Regions from separate parts of the Mus musculus genome. Here region 2 is linked to region 1. The links are chromatin contacts, called in public Hi-C maps. All regions are on one chromosome and are shown on one strand. The core of a region is the stretch at or near the end of the contact, and the rest is flanking DNA. Distances in the headings are between cores, read along the strand shown. Region 1 holds the start of A530046M15Rik (RIKEN cDNA A530046M15 gene). Region 2 has its middle 56 kb from the start of A530046M15Rik.

Evidence for each region. Hi-C and Micro-C count contacts between places; a contact is called where the count stands out from the background.
Region 2: a Hi-C map of embryonic fibroblasts shows a contact between it and region 1, with 1.9 times the contacts expected there. The contact joins the enhancer-like site here to the promoter of A530046M15Rik in region 1. A contact is called at or near these places in 5 of 484 Hi-C or Micro-C datasets (CD4 T cells, the HPC-7 cell line, embryonic fibroblasts and 2 more).

The regions. Positions count from the first base shown.
Region 1 is chr13:15,803,338-15,809,687 of GRCm38.p6, forward strand. A530046M15Rik (RIKEN cDNA A530046M15 gene) reads left to right here and starts at 3,906. Exons shown (of 5, transcript NR_046131.1): 1 at 3,906-4,112.
Region 2 is chr13:15,859,751-15,866,100 of GRCm38.p6, forward strand. It overlaps the pseudogene B230303A05Rik. Among named protein-coding and RNA genes, the nearest start is that of A530046M15Rik, 56 kb to the left of the region's middle. Within about 2 kb of position 3,376, at least 26 of the 459 cell types and tissues checked have an H3K27ac peak or open chromatin away from gene starts, as enhancers often do. A contact at or near this core is called in embryonic fibroblasts, where this site is marked.

The DNA.
Region 1 (6,350 bases), core at 2,656-5,155:
AAATAATTTAAAAACTGAACACTAAAAATATTAAGGTTCATGGAAAACAGTTGTAATTCCAGAATCCTCTGTCCTAAAGAACTGCTTAGTGTGAGAGAGCAGTATGACGTTTAATCTTTGCTCAGAAAGCCCTTCTCTTTCACACTAAATGTGTTCTTTCCTTATTAATACCAATGTAGCTTTTATTGGAGGTTTTCAGCTACTAAAAACCAGTAAGCCAATGTACTTTAGACTAAGTAAATATTTGTGTTACCAGGTTCTGGCCAGCAATGATAAACGGTTGAAATGATTATAGCAGGAAATTGAAGCCAGAATTAATGAATTTAGGGGACTAAAAGTGTATTCATCTGACTCGGTAGTGAGCTTGTGTGAGCCCCAGCGTTCTCATCTGGAGAGTGGGGAGAATGAGAGTTTTCTCTGAGTTGTGATAATTAATGGGCATATTGGATGGGTGTTTTGTCCCAGCCTCGAGAGAAAGAGAGAAGCAGCCTCCAGAATCATCTCTTGGATGTGCAGACTCTATGGGACAGTGAGCTGTTTCTTGTGTCGGGGTACAACAGCATCCCTGACCTTCTCTGGCTCTCCTATCACAGTTTTCCAAAACCTGATGATTCAGTCCCTGAAGTGACATGGACCACTTCCTTAACTTTCTACAGAATTTAATATTCTTAGCACACAGTTATAAAATGGGCCAGAGGTAGCCTCCTCTGCAGTGAGTGTTGTCAGACAGTTTCTGGTTACAGGTTTCACTCCTTTCCACCTCCCCTGTTTCCTGCAGCCTGAAATGTATCACCGAAGTGTGCCTTTCATTCCTCTCAGTGGCCCTGACTGTGACTCATGAGAACAGCATGCATGTTCCTCTCCCAAGCCTCAGTCATGCTTTGCCTAATCTGATGGATAAAGTAAACATTTTAACTTTCTGGACAAGTAGAAGCACATTATAAAACTAATTTAATTTAGAAGGAAGACATTTTCCTGGACTACCTTCTTGAAAGATCCTGGAGAAAAAGAGAAAGAGGGGAAGGGCAGAGTGCTCCAATGTAGCTTGTGCAGTTTTTGCCAGATGCTATGGAAGACCCTAATATTTACTTACTTTACAATGGGACCAGAAATATTTAAAGGTCAAGTCATTACTTTCTTTTTGATATTTGGTCAAATTTTAGAAACAATATTGTTCAATGACTGCTTCTCTATTAGCATCCAGCCTACCAAGAAGGGATGCTCTGTTAATTGACATTATTGACCGACACCGAGACTAAACGTTGTAGAAAGGCCCCACACCATCTTTTCCTTCTGCCAACAAAGACAAGGTCATATCTGTCCACTTCTGCAGTTATCAGGATAATCTTAGCAATTATCAACACACACTGATTAATGTCCTGGTAACACTGAAAGTGCAGGATTGCTGGGAAATATCTGGAAGCTTATACTGTAGCAAAAGAGAATTATGTGAGAAGGCTAGAGAATGATTCTGGAAAAGACTGGAGGGTACATAGAGAAGAAAGAGCTTTGGGATTCAGTACTGGGGTATCTCCACTAAATATTTCTTAGTGATTTAGAAATACATTTCATGGGCAAGAGTGCTTGCTATCCAAATATGAGACCAACATTTGGATACCTGCCTCATATAGAAGCCACATGATAATGATAGCATTTATACCTGTAAATACAGTGTTACAAAGAGTGGAGACAAAAAGATTGCTGGGGCTTTCTGGTAGCCAGCATAGCCAAGACAAACAAACAAGCCAAAAATAGCAGTGAAATTCGGCTTCAGCAAGAGTCCATTTTTCAAGGCGCTAGGTGGGGAGACATACCATCCTTCTTTTGTCTCTGCACAAATATACTACACATGCATATGCCACACACTTTCATACACCACATTGAAACATACACGAGACATATGCATATACTATTTACAAGCATATACCACACATATACATACATCACACAAATGCATATACCTCATAAAATATGTATACACCTCAAGTATACATCATATGCATGCATGTACCGCATACACCACACACATGTGAACATCACACACATGTATATATTTACAAACATGCAAAAACCACACATATGTATTCACCATACATGTATCTAAATCATGCAGATGAATATACTGCATACATGACTACATATAGGTATATACTACACACGTATACATCTATACACCACATATGTATACACTACGACACAATACTTCTCTCTTGCTTTCAATCTCTCTTTCAATCTCTCATTATTCCCTAGTTCATGAGTATGTGCATGCTGACACACACACAATTTCTTAGAGCTCAAACCCATAATATACTTAATGATAAAAAAATCTCAAATTAATATTTGAGAAATAAAGAAAGCTTCATTCTTCTAGGAAATAAATGTTAGCAAGCCAGAGCTCAAGTCACATGAAAAATATTATGGTAAATACATGTTACTATGATTTTTCAAACATAATTGGAGCACCAAACACCACTTATCATCTCTCAGAGTCAATGACCTAGCGATTCATTTTGAGAATCACAGACCTATTCTCATGTCTACACACCACAAAGATTAAACCACAACTACTGTGAACTAAGTGTCTTATTCAGAGACAGAGACAGACAGGCAGAGAGAGGCAGACAGATGACAGAGAGAGACATAGAGAGAAACAGAGATAGATGACAGAGAGAGACAGAGACAAAGACAGAGAAAGACAGATGACAGAGACAGAGGCAGGGAGAGAATTTTAGAGACTACTTCTGACACACACATATATATATATATATAAAAGTCCACCCAGTGTGTGAAGTATTTCTCACTGCTTTATAATTAAACCGCATATGTGTAATTATTGCATGTAATAGGATGCAATGATGTGTATCTAATTGTAATTTATTTTCCCCATGCATCACACTCACACATATACTTGAAGAAAATAGTTGATAGCAAAACATTTAAAGAAGACTTTAGTTAAGAATCAAAGCTCCTTTCCTGCATTTATCTGAAAACTAAGATAATTGTTCAAAGAAACTTGTTTGTTTTTTCAACCTATGAAATATATATGTGATATATATGTATATACATATATTTCACTTACATAACTTAGCATTATGTAAGTCATGAAATGCTATATTTAGCCACAATTAAGCCTAATGTGTGAGGGATCATGTGAAGGGCTGTGTTCATCAATGAATTCTAAAGACAGTTCTGTAAGTTACCTGAGATCATCACCAATCATATATTTCCTTATTCATTTATTTACATTGAGATACGATCTCAAATGGCCCGGGCTGGCATTGAACTTACGATGTACTTCAGGATTAGTTTGAACTTATGATCCTTCAGGTTCCTCTTCTCAAGTCCTAGGATTGCACACACATCACCAAGTTATGCTTTATGTGGGGCTGTGGATCACAAGATCAGTGTCTGTGTGTGGTACTGAGTCATGCTACCAACAGAGCTGTGTCTCTAGCCTCTATCACTACATTCAAAGTTGAGAAACTTGAAGCTCAGAGAGATATGAAAACTGACCCAAGTCATCAAGCTCATGGAGCTGATGAGCTCCGAACACAGCCCTGGATGAATTAGAAGCTTATAATCGTAACCACCATGTTTTCATAATATTTAGGAAGCTGTGTGGATCTAGAAGATCCCACATTGACATCTCAGAGTGTTCCAAGTCTGCATGCCTTATTAGGAAGAGCAAGTGACTCAGTGGCTAAGGAATTCATACTCAGGCGGTGACAACACATTGAGCAAGACTCCAGCCTGATATTTATTCGACAGCCTTCTTTAAATCATGAAGCCTTGAGAAAAAGGCAAGACTTTGTATGGTCAGCTTTGAGAAAGATCACAAACACCTGAGTCACACAGTAAGGTCAGGTCTGACTGTACTTGCTCAGTCATCACTGGCCAGTTGAGTCAGATCTGAGAAGACAGCAGAGGATGTCGGACCCACAGACGCACATACTGGCATGGTATTCTTTACCCTCTCTTGTCTTGGTGACTCCCTATGGAATGCTGTGGGAAGAACTCAGTTCCCCAAGTTCCACTGACCTCAGCGGCAAAGATGTTTGAATTGATTCTAGTTAAAAACCATAATTGAGGATGGCACAGATCCTGTAGTAATGGTAATTGTAAATTTCATTTGCTTTCCTTCAGGTTTTTCTAAGGGAAATTGTCTTGGAATATTGGAGGATCATCTTGCTTTCCATGTTTATCATTTATTAGCTTTGAATAGAATTTATCAATCACTTCTGTATTATAGGTAATAATATGTAGTTTTCCTTTGTAAAGAAAACCAGTGTGAAAGTAATAAAAGGTTCTGTTTGAACAGTACTCATTCAATTAAAAGTTATAGGCATGCATTTTTGCTCTTTCTGTTCTTCAGAAGAGACTGAAGGGAAGTAGGAATGTTAGTATGGGCTTTTTGTATTCATTCATTCATTCATTAGAAACTGAGTGCCTAATTTATGTCAGGATGATCCAGTATCCTGAAAAAAATGGGCAGGTAAGCTCTTTGCCTATCTAAAGCTTCTATTTTACCCGAGTGACTGGTAATGAAACAATAAACAGATAAATGATTAAATCATGAAATGATAAAGTATCTCAATTCAGACAAAACATTTTGACCATTTTAGATGGGGTACTAAAAAAAAAAAAAAAAAAGAAAATCTTCGTATAGGGACATGTGGACTTGAGACCTGATTGACAGGAGCTATGACTACAAGGACTGTGTGGAAATAATTCGTAGTTAAGCAAACAGATCCAACTGCAGCTCATATAGTTAGTTCATGATAGACTTAGACTTTATTCATTTTTTAAAATTAACTTACTTTGTATCCCAACCTCAGTTTTCTCTCCCTCCTCTCCTCCTAGCCTTCCCCTGCTACCTCCCATCTTGCCCAATCCACTCCTCTCTCTGTTTCTTCATTTTAAACATCAACCTTGGACCCAGAAGTCCAAAGCCAATGCTCTCTCTGTCCATCATCTACGTCAAAGGTATACGTGGATAACTCACTGCACTGCCTTTGGAACAGAATAGATAAGTTTCATAATATAGATGGCCACTTTGATAATTTAATGCTCATGTAAATGTTTCTGTGTGTGTGTGTGCAAGTGTGTATGTGGTGTGTATTCTTATTCATGGATGCTTGTATGTGTATGCTTGGATCATGGATGCTTAATGCTTGTATGCATGGATGCTTGTATGGGCACATTTGTGAGGAGGCCTGACGATGCTATCATGAGACGTCTCAATCACTCTCTACCTTTTGGATTGAATCTGTGGTCTTCTTATGGACCAGAAGCTCATCATGTAGGTGAGTATAGCTGGCCAGCTTGCTCTGGGAATTCCCTGTCTTGGGTTTCCATCCTCACTGGGAAGGAAGGTGGGGCCACACCAACTGGTACCAATTGGTTTTACATGGGCGCTGGGTTTGATGCTTTTGCTGAAAGTGCTTTAGAAAAGGGGAAACTGTAGCTTGAAATTTTGAATAATATGTGTGGAATAGAAATATGCACAGATGATTTCTAGTTAAACATAATTTCTAGTTAAACATTTCTAGTTTCTTTCTGGTCAAAAGAAAACCATTCAAAAACACACCTAAAAATTCTACCCTACCTTCCATTTCTGTTCCTTCCTATCTCTTGTTCCATTGAGTAAAGGGGGGAGCCTTAGAACATCTCTTGCTGTTCTTAATCCCCATGACTCAAAATTTCTACTTATTTCTCTGCTGGTAGCATGCTTACTAGTAGCATTTTAAACGACAGGTAAGGTAATTTTAAGTACTTAAATGTTTCATTGTACAAATATTAGTATTACTCTGGAAGCCCTATAGGTTGAATAATGTCATTACTACAGCAATGAATGATCAAGAAATCTTTTTTTTTTGTCACAAGAATTTTATTACTTAAAAATTAATATATATATATGTATAGGCACATTCCACTCAAGACTAGGGGTAGGCTCTAAGATTACAAATGCAATCTTATTTTTTTTTGTTATTTTACTTAATTTTCATTTTATTATTTAACTTAATCCTTACTAGGATATCTAAAATATTGGATAGGCACAGGTAGCAGGGTTATCTTTATTCATTTTGCTTTTAAGTCAGTGGCTTAGAAATGCAACTTTTGATGAATGCATGTTTGTGTGTGTTTAATTCTTTGTGTAGTCCAGGCTAGCCTTAAACTATGATCCTCCTGCCTCAGGCTCCTGAGTGCTGGGATTACAGGTAAGTGCTATTATACCCAACTCCTCAATGATTTTTTTTTGAATAATTGTTGCTGTTAGGCTTGATAAACAGAGTTTATCACATTTAGGTACTTTTTGTTTGAGTTTGTATTAGATGTGAATGTTGATTTTT
Region 2 (6,350 bases), core at 2,126-4,625, 56 kb after region 1:
TAGCTAAGTTCATTTAAAAGGTTTATTTTAAATGTTAGCCCGTTTTAAATGTGTCAATCATTTGTAACATTTTGGTCGAATTTTTCAGCTTTGCATTTGTTTTTGTAAGGTTTTTCTTTTAATTAATTAGTACTTATTTCATTTATTTTTAATTTTTCTGTATGCTTCTCTTGTTTCCGGATATTGTTATGTGCAGTTTTCTTTTATAGTTTTCAGTTAGATACTTAGACAGTATTAACCCACTTTTCAATTCTGAGTTCTCCAAAGGTCGATTTTGGAGTTAATTAGCCTCAACAGATCTCCATAATGAAGAAAGTAAACATTTTAAGTGTGTCATATCTTTCATTTTCCTTTAACGTACAGAGGAATCAGAGTAAATGATCATCAAGTGTTTCAATAAGTCAACAGTTTAGAAAACAGAGGGATGTGGTTAATTAGCCATCACTGAACACCAACTCTATCATGCATGCATTAATATGTGGATTGTCTTTGTGTGGATTGTTAGAATTTTCTCATCTCAGATTGCAAGTCCACTGATATTATTCTCACTGTAGTGTCCATCCTGCCAAAGAATCCTGGGTATAATTATGTAATGAATGTATATTGCTCATGAGAATAGAGACAGTTTTTTAAAAATGGTTTTAAAGCTTTATTGTAGAAAGTCAGAGGGGGGGGAGAGAAGGTAGAAAGAGAGAGGCTGGCTATGGCCACGTGGAGAGAGGGGGGAAGGGTGAGAGAGAAGGAGGGCTAGAGATGAGAGTAAGAAAGGTGAAAGCTTAAAGAGGAATAGACACATTGTTAGGACACTAGAAGCTCAAATAATTAGTCACCTTGGTGTCACTTTGTTGGTTTTTAGTGCGACTTTGAAAGGCAACCTGTGTTTTGGTTGAATGAAGTTTGCTCCAGAGACCCAGTAAAAACCTCTACAAGGGATGGAACAGTGAGCCAAGTCCCCAGACTTAAGTGCCTGACACCACAGAGCCCCCATGTGTGACTATCAGCCATGCAGACAATGCCCAAGCTCCTGGTATTCAGGCTAGACTCCACCCCCACAGTTAACATGGCAATAGCCAGGTATGTTCCTCTCCACAGTTACCTGGTAACAACAAGGTAGCCCAGCCCACTATAAAAGGAGCTTCTTGGCCCCTCCTCTTTCTCTTGAACTCTCACCTTTCTTATTCTCATCTCTAGCTCTCCTCCCCATCCCTTACTCCTTCCCCATGGCTGGCCTCTCTCTTTCTACCTTCTCTCTTTTTCTGTCTATCTACTATGAAGCTTTAAAACCATGGACTGTTACTGCTCATTAAGACCCACGTTGTTTGAACGATGGAATAGGCCTTCCCCTAAAAAGCCTCCAAGATTTCCAGCCACCACCCAGTGCCCCCGTCCCCTTTTCTCTTTGACCCCAGGGTTAACTGAGCTGCCCCTGGGGCCCTCACTTTCTTCTCAGCTCTTCCTCAACATACAGCGACATCTGAGATGTCGAGACTGTGAGGCCCAGAGACCATGGATTGCTCCCTCTCTATCCTTGAGGACTGGGGTTCCATTGATTCCCACAGCCAGATGCTCACCCCGGTGGCATTGCGTGGCAGTCCCCTGAGTCCGCCTGCCCAGAGCCCGGGAGCTCTGATGGGATGCGGATTCTCTCCCACCCCCTAACAATTCCTATGTAATATTAATAGGGATTAGTATTTTGGTTGCCAACAAGAGCTTGCTGACAGGACCCTGATATAGCTGTCTCCTGAGAGGTTCTACCAGTGCCTGAAAAATAGAGAAGTGGATGCTCACAGCCACCCATTGGGCGGAGCACAGGGTCCCCAATGAAGGAGCTAGAGAAAGTATCCAAGGAGCTGAAGGGGTTTGCAGCCCCATAGGAGGAACAACAACAGGAACCAACCAGTATCTCCAGAGCTTCATGGGACTAAACCACCAACCAAAGAAGACACATGATGGGACTCATGGCTTCAGCTGCATATGTAGCAGAGAATGGCCTAGTCAGTCATCAATGGGAGGAGAGGTCCTTAGTCCTGTGAAAGTTCTATGCCCCAATATAGGGGACTGCCAGGACCAGGAAGCGGAAGTGAGTGGGTTGGTGAGCAGGGAGAGGTGGGGAAGGGATAGAGGATTTTCCAAGGGGAAACTAGGAAAGGAGATAACATTTTAAATGCAAATAAAGAAAATATCTAGTAAATAGATAAATAAATAAATTCAAAATAAAAGAAGTTTTCATCTTGCCCAACAATGACCCGTGTCACTTTCACAAATTGTATAAGTGGGGGAAATATGAACATTAACTGTTAATATCTATGATAAAACCAGGCTTTTGGCAAGTCCCTGGAGATGAAACAGTATTCTGCTTAAAACATCAGCATTCTCTCCCCAATAATTTACTGGTTACTACTTGTAGTATAAAAAGCAATGCCATTTCTTTGCTTTACTATAGAGTTAGAGATGTTTTAGAACTAGGAAGAAGGGCTTTCAGTGCCCCCAAATTCTTAAGAAAACCAGGAAAGTCCTGAACAAGTCAAGATTATTGATCATGCTAACTATATAGCTAGCACACAGCGTGTTTTAAATAACACACAACAAACAGCCTGTTCCAGAGCAGTGGAGAAATAAAGCATGGGGCATGGAGTTGATACTTTAGAAGCTTCCTTTAGCACAGTCAGTCGTCATAGCAGGTGGAGCTGCACATGAGGGGATTTTAAACGCGATCTGAGGCTGTTGTTAAACAGCCAGATTTCTGTTATGTTTATGAGCTTTGAGAGCAGAGCCTCACTCTTGCAGCAGCAACTGCCCATCCATTCTTAGGGTTTGGAGTCCGTGTTAAAACCTACAGACTCTTTTTTGATCCCAGTATGCTGTCTCAGAAATCACACACATTAGATGAAAATACCAAGTCCCTGGGCCCTTAGTGTAGCTCATTTTGAAAATGGAACCAGACTTTCTACCAAGAACCAGAACAATGTTGAAAACATGAAACAACAAAAGTCTGTGATGTGTTTGCGAACGCCAAGACTCTAACCCTGATCTACATCAGACTGTTTTCTTCTGGCTGCCTCTCCTTCCCTTAATTAAACTAACTGGAAAGGCAAGACTTTCATCAGAGCACAGTGGCGATCTTCCTCTCCAAATCTCCAGCAATAAACATAGACTCTGCCATGGAATTAAATTTGAAATATTAAAGAAAAATGATCACTAGCTCACCACTGTCACTTTTCTCTGTTTTTCTTTCTTTTGTGTCTGATGTCAAGAAGAAAATTATCTCATCTCATGGAAATCTGAGCATGTTTGCATTTTCAAATAATCAGAATTAATGTTAGAGGGCCAGAAAGAACTGAGAGGTCTTTATACTTCTCATTTGTAAGGAATGTATGATGACTTCTACTGCAGTTGGCAGTCTGGCAGGCTGCCACAGGCCACCTACCTTCAAGTAGCAAAGTTCCTTTTTCTAGAAGGAAATTTTGTACACTGGAACTTAATAAATAGGGCATAAGTGAAACAGAGTTCTGAAAATTCCTTTATCTATTTGGATTTTTCCTCCATGTGTATTTCTTCCTTTTGCTTCCTTGGATGGCAGGGCTTTCAGCAAAATAGGAGTGAACCTGCACCTCCCAGCTGCTGTAAAGGCAAAGCCCAAAGAGGGAAGGATAGTAATGAATTTTCTTGAAGGCAGGCTAAACCCCAGGAACTGGTTCTGAGACATCATCTGTGAGACTCGTTCAGGGAGAAGACCCAGACACAATGGTTATTTGTAATGGGCCAGGCAGTAGTTGACAGGATGTTTGACTTTCCCATAAACTGTTTTGCCAACTGAACACACAGTCTTTGTGATTCATGCATATGAATCTTTTGCTTAAAATCCTTCAGTAGCCTCTCGTCACCCACAGGGCAAAACCAAAGCCCACGAATCCCCTGGCACTAGACCCATGGCTTTTCTGGAACTGAGTCCTCACTAGATGTTCAGCTTTCTTTTCTCCTGCCTAGTTCACATGCAACAGACACCGAATGCCTTCCAGTGTCCTGAACACATGGTTCTATTTTATGAACATATACTCCCATCCCCTGAAAACCCCTATTTATCTTCATGCACGATCTGGATCTTTGTATCTGGTAGGTGCTCTTTGGAAATGTTGTACAAACTTTATTATGTATCAAATTGCAAACAAAGAAACACAATACACAAAAATTAATCAGACCCAAAGTATATGCACTTTGAACTTCTATACACGTAGGCAAGAGGCGTTTCGAATGGAAGGAAGCTCTGGCACTTCACATTAAACTTAATGCTTTCAGAATTCAATATATTTTATGCATTTATCCATTTTCAAAACAAAAACAAATTCTGATTCAGAGAAGCAACAATTGGTTTTATATCCTCTTTCATTACTTTCTTCTTTTTTCCCCTTATTATGCTGTAAGGTGTTCACTCTATGAACAAATGTATTTCAAAACTTAATAAAGACATCCATAACTCCTCTAGATAGAATAAGGACTGCATTCTCTGTGTTACCACATTCTTTGGCCACAGTTTTTCCCTTGACAAACAACTAGGCATGAGATTGCCTCTGAGAAATAGGTGAGAGTTTAGGCCCAAATTTTAGAGAGATATTTTTGGTTGTCGCCTCTGTAAGGTGTTCTTGGTATCTAGAAGAGCTATTAGGTAGAGAACAGGGTCTATTAAATATTCTACAATGCACATGACATGTCCTTCAACAAACAAATATTCAATCCAAAATATCAATAATACCTAGTGGGAAAACTGTTTAGCAGAAGTATTCCTTTAGGATTGTCATTTGAGGTGTGTTTGTCTCCTCTGTTACACAGGAAGCTCCTTGATGTCAGGCCTGATATCACCATTATATAACCATTGCTCAGTAAAATGTCTGGTATTTACGAAATGCTCAGGAAATGTGGCATGAGATGAAGGATGGAGGAGGGACATTAAATATATTGCAGAAGTTCTGAGTAATCATTCTCCGAGGAATCATAAAAGCAAAGATGTGGCTTGTTTCTGTGTGAGGCGCAGGAGCTTCTGCAGGAAGCACGAGGAAGCTTCCTGGTTTCACGGAGCAGAGCCTCCATCTTTAGAGCATCACAGGGGTCTCATTCTAGTTATCCATAATGCCATGGGTAGTACCATGTTGGGAAGTACCTTCTCCTTGGGAAAAATAGCTTCTATAAACTGCCTTCCCTCAAACCCAAATTTACAAAGAAGGTTGGCATTCCATTTTTATGCCAACTCTCAAAAACATGGTCTATTTGTAATTGGTCTTAGCTACAGCATTTTGGAATGCTCCATAAATAGGGCCCATTGGGGAGCTTTGGGTAGTGCTATTTTGATACTTCCTCCATGCCTAGTCACTTGGACTCTAGCCATGTGTCAAGGGAACCATTGGAAAAGGCCACTCAGAATCCTACCCAGCTCCTCTTTCTTCTTGCTGGTAGCATTAGGCTAAAATTGGCCTGGTTTTGACTTTATCCACCCCTCTCACTGAATAACTGGATTATGTTTAGACAGGGACTCACAGCACAAGGGATTGACTGTGAAGCTTGTGTTTCTCAGAAGTCTTCGCAAGAACCTCCCTCTTGCTTTGTAATTTCTTCATAGAATGGTATTTTGTGTGGAAACACTGGAAGCAAATTATGATCAGTGTTGGGTTTTTTTTTCACAATGAAAATGTGAGAGATGTGATTTTCATTTATATTTGTCCTCTGCATAGCAATTGGGACATCTAGGAGGAATTGTCTTCCCTGCTACACATTGGAAGATACGATTATCCTTACTAACTGAACAAAAGCATCCATAATTCTGTATAGATCCCTATGAGAACCTAGCTTATTACACGTGGGTAACATTTTTCCATTTTTTCCTCAGAGAATTTTACACAGCAGTTTTGGTGAACTATGAATTTATTACATCGAAGATTATGCATCTGGCTTAATGAAATAATTTGCAAAGCTTAATGAGCATGTTTCACAATAGTTCTTTGCTTTTTGAAAAGAATTGACAAATAATTATTACATAGCATATTGTGCAAATAGTAGATGAGGATTCAGAGAAGCATGACTCTTGAAACAGACCCTCTCTCCAAGGAGCTTCCCAAGGGTATGGTAAATCCCAAGGTTATGAATGCAAAAGGTGTTCTTGGACCATGACAGGGACTGATTGACAGATGTTACTGAAGTTGTAGAGAAGGTTAAAAGAATGTAAGTGTAAGATTAAATCCTTACAGAAGCTTCATCAATAAATAGATTGCATGAAGATTTTTCCATATTCTTTCAGATTTTCATGGTGTTTTTCTTCTTCCTTTTGGGTTTATCGTGCATCTTCTCTTCCTAATATTATA